Linked DNA regions of Hordeum vulgare: region 2 is linked to region 1. A link is a contact called in public Hi-C data. All regions are on one chromosome and are shown on one strand. The core of a region is the stretch at or near the end of the contact, and the rest is flanking DNA. Distances in the headings are between cores, read along the strand shown.

Region 1 (4,470 bases), core at 864-3,363:
TTTCATTTGGTTTAGGAAACATTAAAATAGACCGGTAGGGAAGGAAAAACTAGGGTGGAAACCAAGCTGAGATCAAATATTCTTCCCTGCAAAGATAGATGGCACATGCTAGGCCCAAATGAGCACTTCGCGTGGCGTGGCTCATGGCAGATGCTGGCCATTCGAGGGATGTCAGGTGTGTCCTGGGGCACCGGAAACTATTACGTACATCCGGACGGATTGTCCTTTTTCTGCCACCGTGTTGTATCATGTGAAATGTTGGACATGCAGAAGCACACTGAGGGCTTTTATTCATATTTTAATATTTCAAAAAATTCTGAAAAAAAATACATAGATGAAAGTATAATGCATAAGTGTTTAAATTTTTAGAAATAAATACTCCCTCCGTTCCTAAATATAAGTCTTTTAAGATATTTTACTAGTAGTCTACATACGGAGCAAAATGAGTGAATCTACATTCTAAAGTATGTCTATATACATCCGTATGTAGTCCAGTAATGAAACTTTTTTAAAGACTTATATTTAGGAACAGAGGGAGTACGTTCAAATGAGGGCTATGCAAAAAGACAAATCTAAGGCATTTTAACGCATGATAGTATTCATCCTTCCGGACCATGAATTTGTCTTTTTTGTACAGGTTGCGTTCCAAAGTATTTCGGCCTGAAATTTCACACACACACACGAATCACACCCTTGTTTAGTTGTACAGTTTTTTTTAGACTTTTAAAAACCAAAAATTTCGAATTTTGTATTTTTTTCAAAAATTCCAGCCTCCATGGAGGCCGGGTGCCAAAACGCCATTCTCATGAGCTACCCGCAATCTAGAATAAGTACAAAAATGAGCTAAACCAGACAAGCCAAACTATGGTGCAATCAAAAGTTATTAAGAATGAACTAACTCGATTAGCTAGTTTAATAGAAGAAGAAATTCTGAACAGAGGAGACCAAAATTGATATGGTCAAGCAGCACTCAGGGAAAACAGATAAGGGGAAACCAAAAATATGACCATGCCATTTCCCTTTTAGAAAACCTTGCAAGCATGGCAGAATCCTACATCCTTCGGCACATGCTACCCCTAGGTAGCTTCAATACAACTGTACTGGAAATGTTTTCTTTTAATAGGATGGCTCAATGTTGACCTGGGATAAAAGACGGCTCAAGGTTGTTCTGAAAAAAGTTGGCTTGGGGTTGTTCTTCAAAAAAAGATGGGTCAAGGTTGTTCTTCAAAAACAGAAGTTTCAGGCTACCGCCGTTTCATATTCAATTGTCCTATATAGAAAGGGTGGTTCATGCTAAACAAAATGCATTTCACTGCAACCCCAATCCTACGAGATGACTGCTCTCAATCTCTAACATCAACTCGCCATCATATAATGTTCCCTACTCAGAGTTCATCCTCGAGTCGCTACACTCTGACTGAAAGCATGCCTAATTCAAGATACAGCCAGCAGTCACTCCAATCCAAGTTCCCACTTCATCTCCTTCCAGATCAATTTCATGCAGAGAACCTTACAAGATTACATGCGAAGATGGTATAGTACTCTGAAACTTAAGAACCGTTGTTCAGTACAAGAGCCAGATGTCTGAACTTATTCCCCAAACAGAGTAACATGGACACACGACCACCGCCATGCCATCCTTACGAGTACAAAGTAGCAGGGATCCAGGAGAAAGCTTACCCTCAGAAATCGGAGCAGCGGCCGCCGCGCTCCCAGTCGCCGTAGCGGGTGGGCTCGGGCCCGCGCGGGCCGCCGATCTCGCCCGTGGCCTCGTTTATGTCCAGGCCGCCGTCATCCTCCTCCGCAGCCTTCGTGGCGCCGGAACCACCACCGCCCTGCGCCTCGTCTGCCTCCTTCACGGCGCTCTGGGCTTCGCCCTTCTGGGCCGCAGCGGCCGGCGGCTGATCCGCGGGGGAGGCGGAGCTGGAGAACGCGGAGCGGAGGAGCGGCGAGGGGGCCGGCTTGGAGAGGCGGGAGAGAGCGGGGGCGGACGCGGAGGCGAGCCGGCGGAGGTGGTGGTTGGCCGCCATGGTTTTGGTCTGGCCTGCGTTGCTTGAGTCGAGATCGCGGCGTGTGCTCGCCGGGTCAGAAGACGGCTCGTGCGCTCGGGGGCGGTGCGCCCGTGCGCGGTGCCCACGCTGGCCACGTCGCGTACGGGCTGGCCTCGTGCATACACCAGTTCGGCCCAGGTAGAGATTGTACTGGCTCAGGTATGCTCGAAATCACTAATGGTAGAGTTTTTTATTCAAAGGTCCCTCCCATATTTTCAGGTTGGCGTACTGCATCCGTGTTACTTATTATAACCTGCAAATTTTATTTATTTCATAGATTTATTACTTCTAAACATTTTATCTCATAGATTGTGCTTTCAAATCTTGAATCGTTTTCACCATTGAATTTCTGGCTTCGAGATATTGAAAAATAGATGTCATGTTGATAGGTTTTGACTAACTTTCTTTTTCAGAAAAAAAATCAAACGAAAAAATGTTCCTCTTGAGTTTTTTTCGTTTTCGAAAGAGACACGGCCATGCCTCTTGCAGAAGCAAATCCGCGTCTTCCGGAAAAAATGCATTTTTTTATTTTCGCGAGAGGCATGGAAGCAAAATTGTGCTTCTCGAGAAAGAAAACAAATGTGTTTATTCGTTTTCGTGAGGCACGTTCGTGCCTCTCACGGAAGCAAATCTGTGTCTCCTGCTAAAGCAAACTTATGCTTCTCGAGAAAGAAAAAAGAAAGAAAACTTTTTTTTTTGTTTCGAGAGGCATGCCCGTGCCTCCTACAGAACCAAAACCATGACTCTCGAGAACAAAAATGTATTTCTCACGCAATTTTTAATTTTTTGTTTGTACAAAAGCTAAGAAAGTCCTATGAAAAATCAAAACACCGACAAAATACAAAAAACCCATCTGAAAAGCCAAAAACAGGAGCAAAAATTAAAAAATATATAAATTTGAAGGAAGCTCCCATAAGGCGACACATGACGATGACTAAGAACGCACCATGACCCTTGGAAGGCCCTCGAAGGAGCGCTCCTTAGATGGTTGCTCCTAGGTATGTCTCGCTTGTCTTCAAAAAAGGTTGTGTCTCTCTTATTGATTCTGAGAGAGCGAGACATGGTTCCATTCGACTCCCTAAAAAACCTCCATTGGATTGGTAGAAAAGGGGCTCCATTGGACCCTTATAAAAAGGATCGTGCTAGGCGCCGGCCGACCGAGCGAAAAGCCCAGCTAGTCACGCGTAAGCCCTCTAATCTCGCTCCCCTAGCTTATGGATGCTTCCTTTCCCAATCACGATCTTCCCTCGTTTGGTCAACACACGAAAAAAATCCTCGAGTCTGTGGCCCCGAACGATGCAAGCGCCCATGCCCTCCGGCCATCACGTGTGCGTTTCCAGTGAGGGCAGCAGTCTCCTGCTTCCCTCATCTTCAACGCTGTTCATCACACCTCCTGCATCATAGCACCATATGCGACTTAAGGCCGCCGCTCGTTTGTCGCGACCCTCCCTATTGTAGCAAGTAGGAATGCCGCCCGCCTCATCTCCTCCTCCTCATGCTTCATTCGCGGCATCGGCCGATCGCAAGGTGCAATGTCCCCCAACGTCTATTTCAGCATGGTCACGGTTGTAGCTTCCGCGGTAACCGGCGTAACTTTTTCTGATTTTCCATGAATGGTGGCCACGAGTCATCGACCTGAATGGCTATAGCGATTTCCGTCGCCGATTGTATCACAATCCGACAATAGTTGAAACAATATTGTCACCGTTGCCATCGCGGGACGCATCGTCAAGGTGGATGGTTGTAACAATTCTCGTAACTGGTTGTAGCAAAAGCCAAAAAATATTATATCAAAATTTTAATAATACATTAATACATTTTTAACATTTCTGAAATATATATTTTAATCTCTAACTTTTTCGTATAAGGATTACATTCTTATATTCTTAAGGAACGTTTTCTTTACAGGTGTAACATTTTTCAATTACATGATTTTCCTTTTTGCAAATATAAGTTTTCTATATGTACTTTTTTATACACATTTGTCAATTCTTTTTATAAATGAAGAATATCATTTTCTACATGTTTAACATTTTCGAAATACATGATTAGCAAATTTTGTAACGTCACATACATTTTTACCGGAACCCGTGAACTTTTGTATATACATAACGTACATATTTTATATAAATAATGAAAAATATTATGCTGGTTTAGCTTTTTCTAAATACTCTGTAAAAATATGTGCTTTTTATTTCTGTTTTTTCATATAGTTTTCTACATTTTTTGTACATATTTAACATTTGCAATACCTGACTAACATTTTTTTATAATGTCACGCAGATTATATGAAATGCGTTAAAGTGTTTTAAATGTCGCAATTTTCTTGATACTATCAACATTTTTATGAATTAAGCTAGCTGTTTTTTTTACATTGTGTTAACATTTTAAATTTCAGAACTTTTCAAAATAGTTTAAT
Region 2 (4,470 bases), core at 869-3,368, 530 kb after region 1:
TTCCAATACGAAAAGAAAATAAAAAAGAAATAAAAAACGAACAAGAAAAGAAAAGAAATATGCAGAAAAGAAGAAGAAAAAAAAAATATTAGATTTTTCTGAGACAAAAAGAATAATCTGGCCGGCCCAGTTGGGACGAGCCCCTGTGCGTTGCAGCGCTTCCCTCCCGCAAAATGCTGCAGGTAGGAGCTCCCGAATCAGGATTCTTTTCTCAACACATAAAAAACTTGAATCGGGATTCTTTTCAAAAAGAAAAACTGGAATCGGAATATAGGTAACATGTAAGACCTGACGGAGACAATGACGCGCCTAATAGGGTTTATTGTAGCTAGCCTCACCGCGGTGCTCGTAATTGGCCGGCCCGGGGTGCGAGTCAGCCTGTTATTTGGTTCACATTGGCTTGTGTCCGTTTGATTTTGAATTTTGTTTATATATATTTGTTAGTATTGTAAATAGTTTTTAGCAAATATATAATTAAATTTAAAATGGTCATCGTGCATTCGAAAAATGTTCAGTTAGTGTAGAAATTATTCGCGTGATTTCTAGAAAATATTTATATATTTCAGAAAAAATATCACATTCAAAACATTTGACGTGTTAAAAAGGAGTTCCGTGATATTTTCTAAAAAAACTATTCAGTGTAAAATTAGATTATTTAAGAAAAAAATTATAACATTCAAAAACAATCCATGAGATTTAAAAAGCATCATAATACTTAAAATGTTCATTACACTAAAAATTCGTGTGTCAAGAATAAGTTTATAATTTATTAAAAATTGTGTACTCGATGTAAATTTCACGTAATTTCCAAATAATATTTGTAATTTAGAAAACTATAAGACATTTTAAAATATCAGGACACTTAGAAAATGTTTCACACATTATAAAAATATATTCATAGGTTTTGTAAAAAATTATCAGTGTGTGTTTACAGAATTATCACCGGGGGTATTAAATTGTTCCATGTGCAACCGAAACTTGTTTAACCCTTGTATTAAAAGATGACTAATGTCTATTGACAAATGATGAACATGTATTTCAAAACCGTTCAACGTATATCTAAAAACTGTTTAGCATGTATGCGGGAGCGCCAGAGGCTGAGTCGTCTTTCTTTATAAAGACAAGATTTATATAGCCATTATGTAGCAAGGATGTCTTTGCTCGTTCGGAAGAAAGAGGGAGTAAGGATTAAACAAAATTTCAGCTCGTGGCCTTCTCAGTTCGAACTCACGGTCGATGGTGGTGTTTTGTTTTTCTAAACACAGTATAATTAAAGTCGCTCACATATATGGGCATATACTTATCTATATAAATGCACACACCCACACCCAACTCATATAAGCATTCCTGAGAGATCAAACCGATACATCCTCTTAAAATTGACGAAGTCACCACAGACTCCTTCGTAGTTGACAGAAATGTCTCCTTTCATTACTGAACGCACATCACCGGAATGTCTGAAATAAATGCAGAAAAATATGAGCACATCAATGTCAAGTCCTTGACTTATGGTGAACATGAGATACCACCATCTTTTTAACTATCCAGCCACGGGTTGATTTGCGTCGCTGGTGGTTTTGTGTACGCTTACACGGTGGCCGTTCTCACAGCTCTTGCTTTCATCCACCCAACCATGAGCGGTCTAGATCATGACAAGCTTGAATCTTTTTGGAACGTTCCGAACTGCTGCTAGCCGGCCGGGCAGTAGCGGTCGGCCGCGGAGCTTTCAGCGTGTGGAAAACGGCAAGCCGAACCGCCAAGGCATGCCCCGGAGGATGACCATGTTAAATGAAGGACAAGGACATGGCGCGAGAATAGTCAATGACAAGTCGAGCTAGCATCATTCATGTGACATCCATCCAATCCAAGGGTGTGGTCTGTATGTCTTGGTGATGCAAGTCGATTGCATGGCTACCACTGTGTGCATGCATGTTCATCCATGGCAACCAACCGGTCCGATCCGATGACCGTGGTGCGAATTCGATGACCATATGATTTAGTTAGCTGATGACCCACGAGAGAGAGAGAGAGAGAGCGGGCATGCATGCACTGATGCACGGAGGGAGGGAAGGAAGGATCAACGACCTCTCGAGCGGTTTCCCATTATTAAAGGAAGGCGAGTCCAAATCTAACCACTTTCCACTTTGGCCGAGGGCTGGACAGAAAGGGATCGAAGGGATGGAGCAGGATCTGACCTGACGAGGCCCTTTCACACACACACAAAGAGACACAGTGTGATGAGCTAGCTTTGCTTGGCTGCTCGATCGACCTTCCCTTTTGTAGACCTTGATGGCGTGCACTTGTGCTCACATCCGATGGCCGATCGAGGGCAAAGGTGAAACTAAAAAAGAGGTTAGTTTCGTGATGCGTAGATGTTTCTGAAGCCTGAAGGAAATACGCACACATCCACTGCGTGCCAGCCACCTCGCTGAGACCCGGGAGGGGAGGCACGCACGCTCCTACTCGATCGATCGGTAGAATATATCTACACGCCCATACCCATGAATAAACAAACCGAACCACAACAATACAGCGACGCGCACAGCTAGGGAGAAGAAAGGGAGCAGAGCGGAGTGGTAGCAGGTAGACGTCCCTAATTTCTTATCCGGCGAAAAACAAACAGCGGCGGCGCGCGGCGGCCTGCGCTGTGTTTCCGCCCGGTACGGCTGCAGGTTCTCGGCAGCGCTCTTCAGCGAGCGGGATGGGCAAAGATGCGGCCGCCGAGCATCTGCCTGCTCGGCCGGTGGTGTCACGGTCTCGGGAAAGCAACGGCCACCAGACGCGCGCGCCCGTGCCACTGCCCGCCGGACGAGCCGGAGCTTGCATGGCTGTGGATAGATAGGGCGCCGCGTGCGTGCGAGTGTGACAAGAAGAAGGTGATCGATGTGCATCGCCGTCGCGGTCGCACAGCTAGCCCTGCTCGTGACCTCCCTCTGACTTGTGCGCTCGCCGCCGTCATCCCGTGGCCTCCTCTGCTAGTCGACCTTCCTTTGTCGCCGTCTCAATTCATAGCCGGAAAGTAACAAATAACCCCCACATGCAAATTCCTTCATCCAACGCAGTCTGTGACTCCAGCCAACAATTACTTCAGGGCCGGGTAACTGCATGCCAACCACTCCCGCCAACAATTAATCAGAGCCATGCATTCAGCTAGCTGCTTGCGGGAATTGTTGCCGGATTAGTGGCGGTGTTCTTCCTTCTCATCCAGATCCAGTGCAGGTGCTCCTTCTCATCCAGCCGCTTCGGGTAACACCCCCGTTGCTTTTGGAGGCAGGATAAGACGATCCATGACGGGTGCTACGCGCGTAAGAGACCTATCAATCAATCAATCAATCGATCAACAATCGTGTAAGCTGGGTAAGTAAATTACCAGTGCGAGTTCGTTATTATCTACTAGTGTAGTGTGCAACGTGTGGCGTCCAAGTCGCGTAACGATGCTCGGCAATAACCCCAGTCTAGTGGCAATCAGCTGGCTAGCGTGATGGTTACTACCACCACCTTTTCCTGTTAGCTAAAGCGCGCTGCCTATACTATACTATAATACAAGACCTAACTGAACCCCGCATGCACAATCATGGTAAGTACGTGTTGGTGCCGCTGGTCCTGTGTGCATCAAGTGGTTCGTTCAGTTGGGCCTCGCTCCGGCCGTCACTTTCACTCGTCAACTGGCGTGTTCGATGCCTAGCTAGATCGACCACACTGGCTAGCTGGGTAGTAGTAGCTTAGTTGATGCCCATGATTGTACCACTTTGAATTTCGGGGTGTTTTTTGATTGAATGGCGGTGGTGGCATGCTATGATAACGATCGTCATCAAGGTGCATCCATCCATAGATCGTATCTGAACCATGCATGCTGGTCTGGACGCCTGGTTGTAGATTTAAATTCAGAAATAAATTCAACAACAGACTATACATATGATTCAGAAACAAACACGAGCATCAAAATCATATTGAAATCCTGATGAGCTGAAAATACTGTGTATATATGATTCCTCTAAGAGCAAGTACAATAAGGTACAGTCAGCAGGCTGTAAGGATTAAAATACTATATTTTTGCTGAGTTGGATGAGAGAGAAGGGAAGCGCACTCTTCGTGAAGAGCCAGCTATAGCACGTGCTTCTAGATGCTTTGTGAGAATGAAAGGTGAGTCATATATGATAAAAATAGTACTCTTTTATAGCTAACTATTGTACACGCTAGCTATAAGATGGGCTATAAGACTGCTTATAGCCAGCAGCTAGCTATACTATTAACCATGCTCTAACCATCCAACAACGGGCTGGTTCGCGGCCGTCCGTGTTTGGATGGACGTATGACACGCTGTGGACAACGTATCCACGTCGTCCTTCGCCGCTAGCTGCGGCTCTACCGCGGCAGTGTGCGACACAAGATGACACGTAGGGCCTCCACTTGGTTCGACAACGATCACCGGATGGACACACACGGATGGACGGAGCATCGGACTTGTAT

The links. A called contact is a pair of places that touch in the nucleus more often than the background predicts.
Region 2: a contact with region 1 is called in a Hi-C map of seedling, with 2.9 times the contacts expected there. The contact joins the enhancer-like site here to the promoter of LOC123412796 in region 1. A contact is called at or near these places in 2 of 6 Hi-C or Micro-C datasets (leaf and seedling).

Annotation. Positions count from the first base shown.
Region 1 is chr7H:42,094,993-42,099,462 of MorexV3_pseudomolecules_assembly, forward strand. It overlaps LOC123412796, which reads right to left and starts at 2,114. Exons shown (of 1, transcript XM_045105739.1): 1 at 1,539-2,114. The coding sequence starts at 2,030. The coding sequence ends at 1,683.
Region 2 is chr7H:42,626,288-42,630,757 of MorexV3_pseudomolecules_assembly, forward strand. No RefSeq gene overlaps it. Among protein-coding and RNA genes, the nearest start is that of LOC123407176, 11 kb to the right of the region's middle. Within about 2 kb of position 2,119, at least 3 of the 3 cell types and tissues checked have open chromatin away from gene starts, as enhancers often do. A contact at or near this core is called in leaf and seedling, where this site is marked.